Linked DNA regions of Xenopus tropicalis: region 2 is linked to region 1. Evidence: chromatin contacts called from public Hi-C data. All regions are on one chromosome and are shown on one strand. The core of a region is the stretch at or near the end of the contact, and the rest is flanking DNA. Distances in the headings are between cores, read along the strand shown.

Region 1 (6,782 bases), core at 2,483-4,982:
TATTAAAGAGAAAAAGCAAACCATTCTTAAAAATCTGAATTATTTGATTAAAATTGAATCTATGGGAGATGACCTTCCTGTAATTCGGAACTTTCTGGATAACGGGTTTCCGGATAAGGGATCCCATACAACTTTCCAATAAACATTAATTATGCATTTGGTCTAAAGTGGTTCTAAAGTTATTTGTAAATGTAATGGCAGTGGAAGCGGTATTTGTCTAGTTGTATATGTTTTCTGCACTGCTGGCTCTGACTCCTGAAACAATATTGCAATAGGCGTCAGATGTAACAGACCTGCAATTGGATTCTGCTTCATTGTTTCAAGAGTCAGAACCAGAGAGCAGAAAGAGAGAAACAAATACTGCTTTCAGTAGCAATTACATGTACAAATAACTTTAAAGTCATTGGATGTGTATTTGAAAGTTGCTTAGAATGACGTTTTGCTTTAATATGCATGAAACAGCCCTTGGGCGGGGATCCCATCTGTGCTATAATGTACATTCTCCAGACATTGTACTAAATGAAATGTCCATTTGTACCCCTCGTGGTATTGCTGCCTCAGAGCTCAAATGAATTTTCTTTTGTTACTTGGGTCTAAGTAATATCAAATATTATACGTTTTGAGCTCAATGTTTGTTTTACTTCTGCGGCTAAAAACTCAGATGGTCACGTCGCTCCAATGTTCAGACACAATATAAACAGTCTTGATTTAAGGGGGAATTAATTAAAAGTTTGGTCTGTCTGCAAAAATATTTTCATGTAAAGCTTTGTGTAGTTATTGAAACAAATCCAGTAATGAATGCAAGGCATCTGTAACTTCCAATCAAAAGTGTGAAAAAAAGGAAAAAATAGCTTTTCAAATTCCCCTAACGCTAAAAATAATTTTGCACATTTTCTAAACTGGTTGATCTGAATTGGACTGACCCAGACTGATTCTTTCTGAATCTATCCAATTCTGTCTCTGTGGTTATTGGGAAAGATAAATTCCCAAATCGATTTGGATCGAACTGAGTTGGACTGATCTGATATGAAGCATTTTATTTAATAGTAAATCCCCTATTTTGGGTCAGTTGGAATAGATTGCTCCATAAAGATTGTGGGCTCTCATAGCAAAAAAAATAAAATTGATTTATCACTAAGCAATAAAGTTGCTTTTACAGGTATGGGACCTGTAATCCAGAATGCTTGGGACCTGGGATTTCTGGATAAGGTGTCTTTCTGTAATTTGAAAGTCCAAATGCTCTAAAAATTAATTTAAACGTGAATTAAACCCAGTAGGATTATTGTGCCTCCATTAAGGATTACTTATATCTTAGTTGGGATCAAGTACAGGTACTGTTTTATTATTACAGAGAAAAGGGAATCATTTAACCATTAAATAAACCCAATAGGGCTGTTCTGCCCCCAATAAGGGGTAATTATATCTTAGTTGGGATCAAGTACAGGTACTGTTTTATTATTACAGAGAAAAGGGAATCATTTAACCATTAAATAAACCCAATAGGGCTGTTCTGCCCCCAATAAGGGGTAATTATATCTTAGTTGGGATCAAGTACAGGTACTGTTTTATTATTACAGAGAAAAGGGAATCATTTAACCATTAAATAAACCCAATAGGGCTGTTCTGCCCCCAATAAGGGGTAATTATATCTTAGTTGGGATCAAGTACAGGTACTGTTTTATTATTACAGAGAAAAGGGAATCATTTAACCATTAAATAAACCCAATAGGGCTGTTCTGCCCCAATAAGGGGTAATTATATCTTAGTTGGGATCAAGTACAGGTACTGTTTTATTATTACAGAGAAAAGGGAATCATTTAACCATGAAATAAACCCAATAGGGCTGTTCTGCCCCCAATAAGGGGTAATTATATCTTAGTTGGATCAAGTACAGGTACTGTTTGATTATGACAGAGAAAAGGGAAATCATTTTTAATAGATTATTTTATTAAAATGGAGTCTATAGGAGATTAGAATCCATTAATTCAGAGCTTTCTGGATAACGGATCCCATACCTGTATTACTGTTATTTATAAAGGCAGCATATTCCCGGCACTTTATAGGGTTTATAAATTAGTGGAGCTTACAATCTAGGGTCCCTATCACAGTCACACACACTATAGGCAGTTATATCAGGAGCCAATAACCTGCCTGTATGTTGCTGGGAGGAAACACTGACATGGGGAGAACACACAAATCCCTTGCAGACAGTGCCCTGGCTGGAAATGAATCCCAGACCCCAGGAATTCAAGGCAGCAATGCTAAAGGCTGCACCACTGTGCTACTATAAAATTGACTGGGAACAACTGCCTTGGAAAAATACTTTTAAGGCTAATGGCACACAAGTTGTTTTTTATTTCAGTATAAATATGCATACTTCAGCTTTTCCACTCTGTGTGTGCGCTAACTGGCTGATCCTGTAAATGTGAGTGGACACGGTGCGGAGGGCAGTGGATCAGCTTCTCTCCATGGGCGTATATACAATATAGACCCTATACACCTGTGGGGAAAAGAACCCTTGTTCTATTAGCCTCGAAGGACAAGTCGACCCAAAATATAATGTTTTGCCTAATAAAAGAAAACATAATTCTAAGCAGCTTTGCAATATACATTCATTACATATTTGCAATGGTTTTTGACTTATTTCTATATATAATTGCTATTAGAAGCAGTGTTTGCCTGTCCTTTTCTATTCCCTGCCCCGGTGGCTCTGACTGAAACAATGTAACCCAACCCAGCAGACTGACAGACCTGCCTTGCTGGAGGAGACTGACCTTTGCAACATAGTTTAAAAAGTAACAACCAGGAGTTCCGCAAATGTTGCTTTCTATAGCAATTACATTTACAAATAACTTTTCAATAAATTCACATTGGAAAGTTGCTTGGAATTATATTTTCTTTTCTTTTTATTAGGCAAAAAATTATTTTTGGGGTTGACTTGTCCTTTGAGGCTAATAGAACAAGGGTTCCTTTTCTCCACAGGTGTGTAGGGTCTATATTGTATATACGCCCATGGAGAGAAGCTGATCCACTGCCCTCCACACCATGTCCACTCTATACATCTAAAAACCCACTTGAGTTCTTGGGAAATATAAGCAAAAAGGTTATGATATTAATTATAAGAAAACATTATTGTACAGCGCTGCGGAATATGTTGGCGCTTTATAAATAAATGTTAATAATAACTATATTCCCAGGGTGTACGCTGGCTAAAGTCTCCATTGCGCACAAGCTGACATGAAGGCTTGTTACCTTATTGTTATCTGTACTTCTGTTATCTCTCCAGCATTGATTCCTACTTAATGGAACGAGAGATACACAAATGGAAACAGGCCGATGTGCCATGTTGTAATACTGCGACAGCCAATCATCTTTCTCATATAAATATCCCTGAAATGCAGTGAAGACCAGTCGATGGGGGGGTGGGGTCTTTTAAAATTATTTTCTGACATAGAAACCTGCTTGGTTTTGGCTGAAATAAAAACAAAGAAAATCCACTGTTGAATTTGACCCTTTCTTTGCTGACATGTAGCCCTCTGGCGATGAGTGGAAAATTGCATGAATTAAATGCCTGTGTACTATGCCTGTGTTCTCCAGAAATGTAAATTAAGATGAGTTGAATGAAGCAGATTTCAGGGATGTTTCCACTTGTTCTACTGACCTGTAGGTTTGGTCCATCCAGGACATGGTGACCCCTGGCTGAGCCTAAGGCTGCGGTGACCTGATCCCACCCGGCTCCTCTTCAGCCCCTAGTGCTTAGCTGGCCAGCTCTGGTATTTCTGTGCCCCAGACGCTACACTGGTCTTACCTGAGCTAATGAGCTATAATTACACCCTTTGCTATAATTACAAAAACTCTTTGTTTTAGCTTGAAAGAAATGACGAAATGCTTTGTTCACTCAAATGCAGTCACAGCTTTCGTGTGATAGAGTTTTACCAGATTGCGGGGGCGCACTCGCTGGGACTAAAGCCCCAAAGTCAGGCGACTTGAAATACAAGAAAGGGGTGACGATAAAAGAAAATCCAGCCGTATTGAACCCCGGAAATAAAATGTGTTGCTGTTAGAAAGCTCTTTGCTATATTGATGAACTTTGGGCTTGCACAAAAGAATTGCAAGTATTACAGGTCTGTTATTCGTAAACCCGTTATCCAGAAAGTTCCGAACTACAAAAAGGCCATCTCCAATAGATCCCATTATAAGCAAAAAAGTCTAATATTCAAAAATAATTTCCTTTTTTCTCTGTAATACAGAGTACAGTATTTTGTACTTGATCCCAACTAAGATATAATGAATCCTTATTGGGGGCAGAACAGCCCTATTGGGTTTATTTAATGGTTAAATGATTCCCTTTTCTCTGTAATAATAAAACAGTACCTGTACTTGATCCCAACTAAGATATAATTACCCCTTATTGGGGGCAGAACAGCCCTATTGGGTTTATTTCATGGTTAAATGATTCCCTTTTCTCTGTAATAATAAAACAGTACCTGTACTTGATCCCAACTAAGATATAATTACCCCTTATTGGGGGCAGAACAGCCCTATTGGGTTTATTTAATGGTTAAATGATTCCCTTTTCTCTGTAATAATAAAACAGTACCTGTACTTGATCCCAACTAAGATATAATGAATCCTTATTGAAGGCAAAACAATAATATTAGGTTTAATTACTGTATAAAGGGCAGATTTATCAAAATGTAAGTTTAGAACTAAATACATAAAAACATTCTATTCATTCCTGTATGTTTTTTAGCAAATGGTGAGTGCTAACTTTCACCTATTTATAAATACACTTCTAACAATCCCATAGGAATGAATAGAATTTATCACATTTTGATAAACCTGCCCATTATGGGCTTAATTATCAATTTCCTAGTTGAATGGGGAAGTTTTACATTTGAGTCTTTGGGTTTTTTGCACTTTATAAATACCAGATATTCGAGTCTTTGAACCATAACAAGATTTAAGGCTTGAATCGTGAAAAAAAATCAAACTCCCCCCCCACCCTAAGGGGCTGATTTACTAAGACACGATTTCGAATCCGAATTGGAAAAATTCCGATTGGAAACGAACATTTTGCGACTTTTTCGGTAATTTTGCGATTTTTTCGTATTTTTTGCAATTTTTTTCGGCGTCTTTACGATTTTTGCGAAAAAACGCGAGTTTTTCGTAGCCATTACTAAAGTTGCGCAAAGTCGCGATTTTTTCGTAGCGTTAACACTTGCGCGCAAAGTCGTGCCTTTTTCATAGCGTTAAAACTTAAAAGGCGCAACGTTTCGCGCAAGTTTTAACGCTACGAAAAAATCGCGACTTTGCGCAACTTTCGTAATGGCTACGAAAAACTTGCGTTTTTTAGCAAAAATCGTAAAGACGCCGAAAAAATCGCAAAAAATACGAAAAAAAAAATCGCAAAATTACCGATCATTACGAAAAAAACGCAATCGGACGCATTCGCCCCGTTCGTGGGTTAGTAAATGTGCCCCTAAGTGTTCAGCAGACTACAGAATTTCTTTTACCAAGATAAAACCTTAAATTACCATGTAAAAAAGCCAGAAAGTTCTAATTATTTCCATACCAGAGCAGTTACATAAAAGATCAGCAAAAGGTCAACTTCATATTCCCTCTATTCTATTGTTTTCATTGCACCTATTCTATCTGGCCTTCTGAATGCTCAGCGATGACACAGAATAATAATTATAACAAAGAATAATGTAGATTTATCCCTTGTTATTTGTTAGGGTGTAGTTAAAATTAATACACTCCACAGACTGCCTGAGATTCTGATGTAATTCATTGAGAACAAATTTTTTGTTTCTGTTGTCATCAGCTTGGCCACATACATGGTACAAATAGCTTTTTGGTAACTTTATGCTAGTCCCATGTACAATAGACCTTCCCACAGTGTCAGAATGGTCATCTTAGGGATTTATCTTCCAGCCTTCTATAGGCTGACCGAATGCTGGACTGGAGCAATCTACAGAATCGTATTTGAAAATAGCCCATATTACCAAACAACTCTGCCTGTACCAATAGGGATCATGCTACTATATATATTGTACACAACAAGAACATAGCTAGGGCATCGGCAGGGAGCTCTCTGAAGATGCAAATTGTATAGGTGTTATATAGGCCTGTGATACAAATAGGAGGCTGTTGGGAATTATCCTTGAATAGGACCCACTGGGGTCTAAGCCCACCGGGAGATCCTCTGGTACTGGGGCACACTAGTATTAAGGCAAAGATTTAGGGTGAAGACACACAGAGCTACTAGTAGCAGCTACTTGTCACGGCTACTAAAATAGATAATGCTGATCATTTACTGATAATTGTCTCTACGTGTGTTTTAGCAGAGGCAATTCTCAGTACTGTATTTTCTGGCATTTAGTAGCCATGAAAAAGTAGCTGCTTTTAGTAGCTCTGTGTGTCTTCACCCTTAAGGGCTCTGGCACAAGGGGAGACTCGCGAGTCTTTTTCAGCGATTTGCACGAAATCGGGCCGCCGCGTCTGCCATCCCGCCGGCGACTTACATGTTCGCCGGTGGGATGGCAGGGGGAAGGCAACTCGGGGAGATTAGTCGCCCGCGAACAGGGAGTTTTGCCGCGGGCGACTAATCTCCCCGTGTGCCAGAGCCCTAAGAAGTTTATTGGTGGAAGTGAGATGGAGTTTTACCAAAGAACAGTATGGCAATCTCTCATGGCAACAATTCCAAAAAAATAGCTTTTGTAATGTCCATTCTGAATTAGGCACCTGTACATGCTAAGGCCGTATGCCAAGCTACAGTT
Region 2 (6,782 bases), core at 2,912-5,411, 200 kb after region 1:
TATAGCAAGGCATATTGCGGGACAGTGTGTATAGCAAGGCATATTGCGGGACAGTGAGTATAGCAAGGTATATTGTGGGATAATAGTGTGTATAGCAAGGCATATTGCGGGACAGTGTGTATAGCAAGGCATATAGTGTGGACAGTGAGTATAGCAAGGCATATTGTGGGACAGTGTGTATAGCAAGGTATATTGTGGGATAATAGTGTGTATAGCAAGGCATATTGCGGGACAGTGTGTATAGCAAGGCATATTGTGGGACAGTGTGTATAGCAAGGCATATTGTGGGACAGTGTGTATAGCAAGGCATATTGTGGGACAGTGTGTATAGCAAGGTATATTGTGGGATAATAGTGTGTATAGCAAGGCATATTGCGGGACAGTGTGTATAGCAAGGTACAGAAGAACAGGAACAGCACCTCTTGTCTTTGTAGATTAAAATGCCTTTATTGCAACATTTTTTTGGGGGCAAACAACAATAGCAGCAGCAACGTTTCAGGTCACAAGACCTTTTATCAAGCTTGATAAAAGGTCTTGTGACCTGAAACGTTGCTGCTGCTATTGTTGTTTGCCCCCAAAAAAATGTTGCAATAAAGGCATTTTAATCTACATAGACAAGAGGTGCTGTTCCTGTTCTTCTGTACCTGGATGTGCCGATGGAAAGTGGCCATTGGGGAACCTGCACTACTTCTAACTAATCACAAGGCTTGGTGCTGACTACTACTCTCCACAGTGTGTATAGCAAGGCATATTGCGGGACAGTGTGTATAGCAAGACATATTGGGGGACAGTGTGTATAGCAAGGCATATTGTGGGACAGTGTGTATAGCAAGGCATATTGTGGGACAGTGTGTATAGCAAGGCATATTGTGGGACAGTGTGTATAGCAAGGCATATTGTGGGACAGTGTGTATAGCAAGGCATATTGTGGGACAGTGTGTATAGCAAGGCATATTGTGGGACAGTGTGTATAGCAAGGCATATTGTGGGACAGTGTGTATAGCAAGGCATAGTGTGGGACAGTGTGTATAGCAAGGCATATTGTGGGACAGTGTGTATAGCAAGGCATAGTGTGGGACAGTGTGTATAGCAAGGCATATTGTGGGACAGTGTGTATACAAGGCATATTTTGTGGCATATTATGCAGTGCTGTACAGATATTATACATCAGTCCCTACCCCAAAAGAGCTTACAATATAAGCTCCCTGTCCCATTGACATACATTGCATATAGTGGTTCCTATAAATGGCAGTTTCAGCCTCGCACTAGCAGGGCTACAGACATTACAGCCGCTCTGGGCTCTCACAGGGGAATTCTGGGTACAGAGAACGGAACATGTTGTTTTTTTAATAAGCCAAACATTATGTATTAGGGACTGAGTGATTCACAATGACAAAACGCTGCCCCCCCCCCCAACACACGCAAGCACACATTTAATAACCTCCAATGTATCTCAGCTAGGCCCTCGCTCTGATGGTTTCCATGGTAATGCTGATAAAAAAAAAACAGCCATTTTCCATATCTCTATGAAAGTCTATTATATTGCTGGATTAGTCCATCTTCTGCTAAGGTCAAACACAAAGTCACAGATACTGAAATATTTAGAATCTATGTACAGTCCCCCCCTTTTTCCCTGTTGCCCTTTCAGTACCCACAAAAGGGTGGGTTTTAATGGGCAATGGCTCTGTACAAAAGCAGTAAAATATGATTAATAACTGAGGAAAGACACAATTGTTTGCCTTTTTTTTAGCACCAGGAATGGTTAGGTCTCCTTTATCTATGCATCTCTCCCTATGAGCTCTCTTGATATGAATCACTTAATTGTACAGCATTTATAGGCAAGTTCACAGCGCCACCTACTGATACAATAGTGTATTGCACCACCTGCAAAAAACATTCCACTCATTTCCTAGTTTTACCTATGTTTTACATAAAAGAATTTCAAGAAACAGTTTGGAAGATACAAGGTTACTGGTATTAATGCTCACAACACAAGGACAAGTACAATGGGATTGCTACTTAAACACAATGCTGAATTCTATGTGGGGCATCTCATGAATACTTTTAATAAAGTTGTATAATTCATTATTACCTACAAAAAAGGCACAACAGTTGTCATTATGAAGCACCAGTATACTCCTTTACATGCCAATTAATGCCATATATGAATTTTGTCCAGTTGACCACAAAATGGCCTAATGATCCAAAATCTGGGCTTTTAGACCAACAGTCCAAGGCCTAAGTTTGAGACATGGGGTCCCAGTGCATTAGAGGAAGGGAAAGGCCATCATTTAATAGATATATAGATATATAGGAACGTCCAACCTGTTGGTGAGATGCTGGGAGTTTAAAGGCAAAATATTTCCACATTCTTGACATGATCTCATTCAGTTGGGCTTATGTAGAAAAGGTACAGCATTTGAACTTGAAAAATAAATACAAATAATTCCACAGATAGAAAAGAATCCATATTATTCCTACACATTATTTCCCACCATCCCTTAGGCAGTTTCATGCAACCCCACCCATATCTTGTTGTATCGTGAATTAATGGATTCTGGGACTTGAAGTTCCTGTCTTTTCCATAGTGGGCGGTTCACAAATTCTCTGGAAAGCAGACTTCAAGCCCCAGAATCCATTAATTCACTATGGAAGAAGGTGAGGGTTGCATTACACTGTGACCCTAAGGGGATGGGGAAATAGTTCCTGGGAATCCACCATTGTTTTTTTTTTCAGTCTATAGAATCAAAATTGTCTGTATATAAAATACATTTATATTTGTTTCTGGAAGATTAGGTATTGTTTATACTCTTTTTAAAGAGCCCACCTTGATCGGGTCATGCCAAAAGGGGTATATTTTCCCTTTACCTACAACAGCTGGAGGGCTGCAAGGTAGACATTCTTACTGTATATCCTATATAATATAAAATACCCAACATTGTTCCAAGCAAGTGGGCTCGGGGATGATGGAGGCTCGGGGTTAATGCTCTCCTCTGCCGTATGCCAGCTTGCAATGATCAGATCATAAGGAGGGGCCCTCCAAAGGCCTTTGGTTTTGAACTCCATCATGGCAAATAGAGGGCAGTCCTTAGTTTGTGGGGTTTATTGCCCAGCCTGATCAATATTAAGCACGAGTCAAATATCTGTCAGGGAGGCTGCGATCATTTTGACTCATAGGGAGGCCAAGCTATATGAACAAGTTTGAGCACCTTTACTCTCTGTTTTATGATTTATGACATATTGTATGTGATTTTGTTTGAGATAAGATTTTAGGATATGCCTATTATGCACATAATACACACGCATTGTACATAACCTGTAAATTATATTCTTATAAATGGCACTTAGTGATGTCACCTCAGAGGTCCATGACCCACATACAATCACCTGACCTGCAGACTTGCACCATAGTAAGTCCCTTGAATACCTTGGTCACTTCTAATATCATTATATATTACAACAGGGAGTACATTATAGCCAAGAAAAGTATATTACAGCATATTGCTGGCTAGGCCAGTCAAATACCAGCTGGGTGTCAACCCTAGGGGCACTTGAGTTCACATTTTAATCTATCTATCTATCATCTATCTATGTATCTATCTATCTATCTATCTATTTAACTATCTATCTGTCTATCTATCTATCTATCTATCTATCTATCTATCTATCTATCATCTATCTATGTATCTATCTATCTATCTATCTATCTATCTATCTATCTATCTATCTATCTATTTAACTATCTATCTGTCTATCACCTCTCTATCTATCTATCTATCTATCTATCTATCTATCATCTATCTATGTATCTATCTATCTATCTATTTAACTATCTATCTGTCTATCTATCTATCTATCATCTATCTATGTATCTATCTATCTATCTATCTATCTATCTATTTAACTATCTATCTGTCTATCACCTCTCTATCTATCTATCTATCTATCTATCTATCTATCTATCTATCTATCTATCTATCTATCATCTAACTACCTGTCTACCTCAATCTCTATATCAATTAAGTTATCATTTACCTATGGATCCAGCAGGACAAGGCCTAGATATTTGCATTAATAGATAAACACCCAACAAGCTAAACAGGTTTAATTGCATTCATTAGTCTTCTCCATTGTTATTGCCAACGAGCCCTGCAGTTGCCTTTATTCTACTGTACGGCTTCTCCTGAGTCATTCCTGCAGTGCAGTGAGTGAGACAGACGGCCCTGTTTGCGTAGGGACCGTACGGTATCAGATCTGTCACATTTTATTTTTAGTGCCTCTCGCCACTGTCCTTGCACTCTCGCTGCCCAGAGCACTTATATTTCTTCCTGTTTCCATGAAATCAGTTAATTTTAGATTGCTAGAACTTTTCCACTAGGCCCCATAATGGAAAATGTAGGGTAGTCCAAAGGGTGGGCCTGGCTGCTATATAAGCTGGAAATGTAGCGCATTAACCCCTTCAGAACATGGCCGATCCATGGTGAATGTAACAACACATACAGTGCATGGCAGTTCTAGAGGAGAAGCCCCTGGTGCAACAGTTAGAGGCCTACTGTACTGCCAATATTGGTATTGAAAAACTCTGTTTAATATAAATATCATATAAAGTATAAGGTATTTCTAATGTTTCACTTTTTAGGTTTTTCCAATTTGGGTAAAATCTGTTTTTCTGCATTTATTAAACTGCCAGCACTTTAGCCAATTTCCTACTATTTGCCAATATTCAGGTGTGTATCTTTGTGTTTGCCACAAGTTGGCATAAACCATTATAACACGGATTTGGCTGTGGCAATAGGAGGTACAGGGGGCCCAGAAGGGGCTGTATGTTTTTTATTATATGCTTATGAAGAATGTCTTATTAGGGGAATCTGCTGTGGGACCCAGTACATTCTACTCACCCCATAGAATTGCACTGCATTGTGTCAGCAAATATACAGTGGAGTAGCTGGGGGGTCCGTAGTGGACGGGGCCTGGTTGGACTGTGACCCCCACCCCCTCAAGGGTCATTCTGACCCTGCACTGCTTCCTATGACTGGGGGGACCCTCCTGCCATTTTTGATTATTAATAAACCTCTGTTAAAAAGTCCTGTTTGGGATGAATAGAAATTGAGGGAATTTCAGGTTATACACGGTTATATCAGGACTTGATAAAGTTCCTCGGAAAATGATTTTTGAAAGGGGTTCTTTACCTTTTTATGATGTAGAAAATGCTATTGTTATACAGTTTGCAGTTGGTCTTCATTTTTATTACTTGTGTTTTTTTCATTATTTAGCTTTTTTTTCAGCAGCTCTCCAGTTTTGAATTTCATCAGCTAACTTGTTGCTAGGGTCCAAATTACCATAGCAACCAGTCAGTCAGTTTGGAAGATACAAGGTTACTGGTATTAATGCTCACAACACAAGGACAAGTACAATGGGATTGCTACTTAAACACAATGCTGAATTCTATGTGGGGCATCTCGTGAATACTTTTAATAAAGTTGTATAATTAATTATTACCTACAAAAAACGCACAACAGTTGTCATTATGAAGCACCATTATACTCCTTTACATGCCAATTAATGCCATGCATGAATTTTGTCCAGTTGACCACAAAATGGCCTAATGACAGATCCAAAATCTGGGCTCTTAGACCAACAATCCAAGGCCTAAGTTTGAGACATGGGGTCCCAGTGCATTACAGGAAAGGAAAGGCCATAATTGAATATATATATATATAGGAACGTCCAACCTGTTGGTGAGATGCTGGGAGTTTAAAGGCAAAATATTCCCACTGATAGGGATTAAGTATTGATAGGGATTAAATTACTAAATGCTGTGATAGAGGTTAAATTGCTTAATGCTGAATTTACACAATTTTGTTTTCAATCATGAAGGCCTGTGTATGTATTACTTCAGTTGTTATGATTATCCTCATTATCTTGTCTTTGTCCAAGTTGCTTTTGGCCTTGGGTATCTCAGCTAATTTTCAAGGCTAAGAAATCATAATAAGCTTCAGTAGCCATTTTAATGAATTTCTGTTATTTGCTAATAACTGTAAGGCATATGTGCCCACCCATGCTACGTAAGCATAATGGGATGTGTTTACCTATTAACTATAAAAGTAATAACAAAACAAAATAAATTTGTACTTGTTTGCAATACACATACTGGTTGTATAGTTTGTACAAGTACCCTGATCAGCTCGCCTGAAGAGACATATCAGATATCTTGCCATCACACAGAGATTAAATCGGACCGGTCCGTGACTGCTTATAGGGACAGTGCTACAGGTGCACAGACAGAGTTACAGAGATTTACCCTAACAGTTCGTGCTACAGGTGTTACGAACAGAGATTACAGGATTTAACCCTTACACCCACATTCTTGACATGATCTCATTCAGTTGGGCTTATGTAGAAAAGGTACAGCATTTGAACTTAAAAAATAAATACAAATAATTCCACAGATTGAAAAGAATCCATATTATTCCTACACATTATTTCCCACCATCCCTTAGGCAGTTTCATGCAACCCCACCCATATCTTGTTGTATCGTGAATTAATGGATTCTGGGACTTGAAGTTCCTGTCTTTTCCATAGTGGGCGGTTCACAAATTCTCTGGAAAGCAGACTTCAAGCCCCAGAATCCATTAATTCACAATGGAAGAAGGTGAGGGTTGCATTACACTGTGACCCTAAGGGGATGGGGAAATAGTTCCTGGGAGTCCACCACTGGTTTTTTTTTCAGTCTATAGACTATAAACTGTTGCTAGGGTCCAAATTACCATAGCAACCAGTC

The links. Hi-C and Micro-C count contacts between places; a contact is called where the count stands out from the background.
Region 2: a Hi-C map of neurula embryo shows a contact between it and region 1, with 3 times the contacts expected there. The contact joins two enhancer-like sites. A contact is called at or near these places in 2 of 5 Hi-C or Micro-C datasets (brain and neurula embryo).

What each region holds. Positions count from the first base shown.
Region 1 is chr4:135,238,364-135,245,145 of UCB_Xtro_10.0, forward strand. No RefSeq gene overlaps it. Among named protein-coding and RNA genes, the nearest start is that of gata2, 170 kb to the right of the region's middle. Within about 2 kb of position 3,733, at least 2 of the 11 cell types and tissues checked have an H3K27ac peak or open chromatin away from gene starts, as enhancers often do. A contact at or near this core is called in neurula embryo, where this site is marked.
Region 2 is chr4:135,435,145-135,441,926 of UCB_Xtro_10.0, forward strand. No RefSeq gene overlaps it. Among named protein-coding and RNA genes, the nearest start is that of gata2, 23 kb to the left of the region's middle. Within about 2 kb of position 4,162, at least 3 of the 11 cell types and tissues checked have an H3K27ac peak or open chromatin away from gene starts, as enhancers often do. A contact at or near this core is called in neurula embryo, where this site is marked.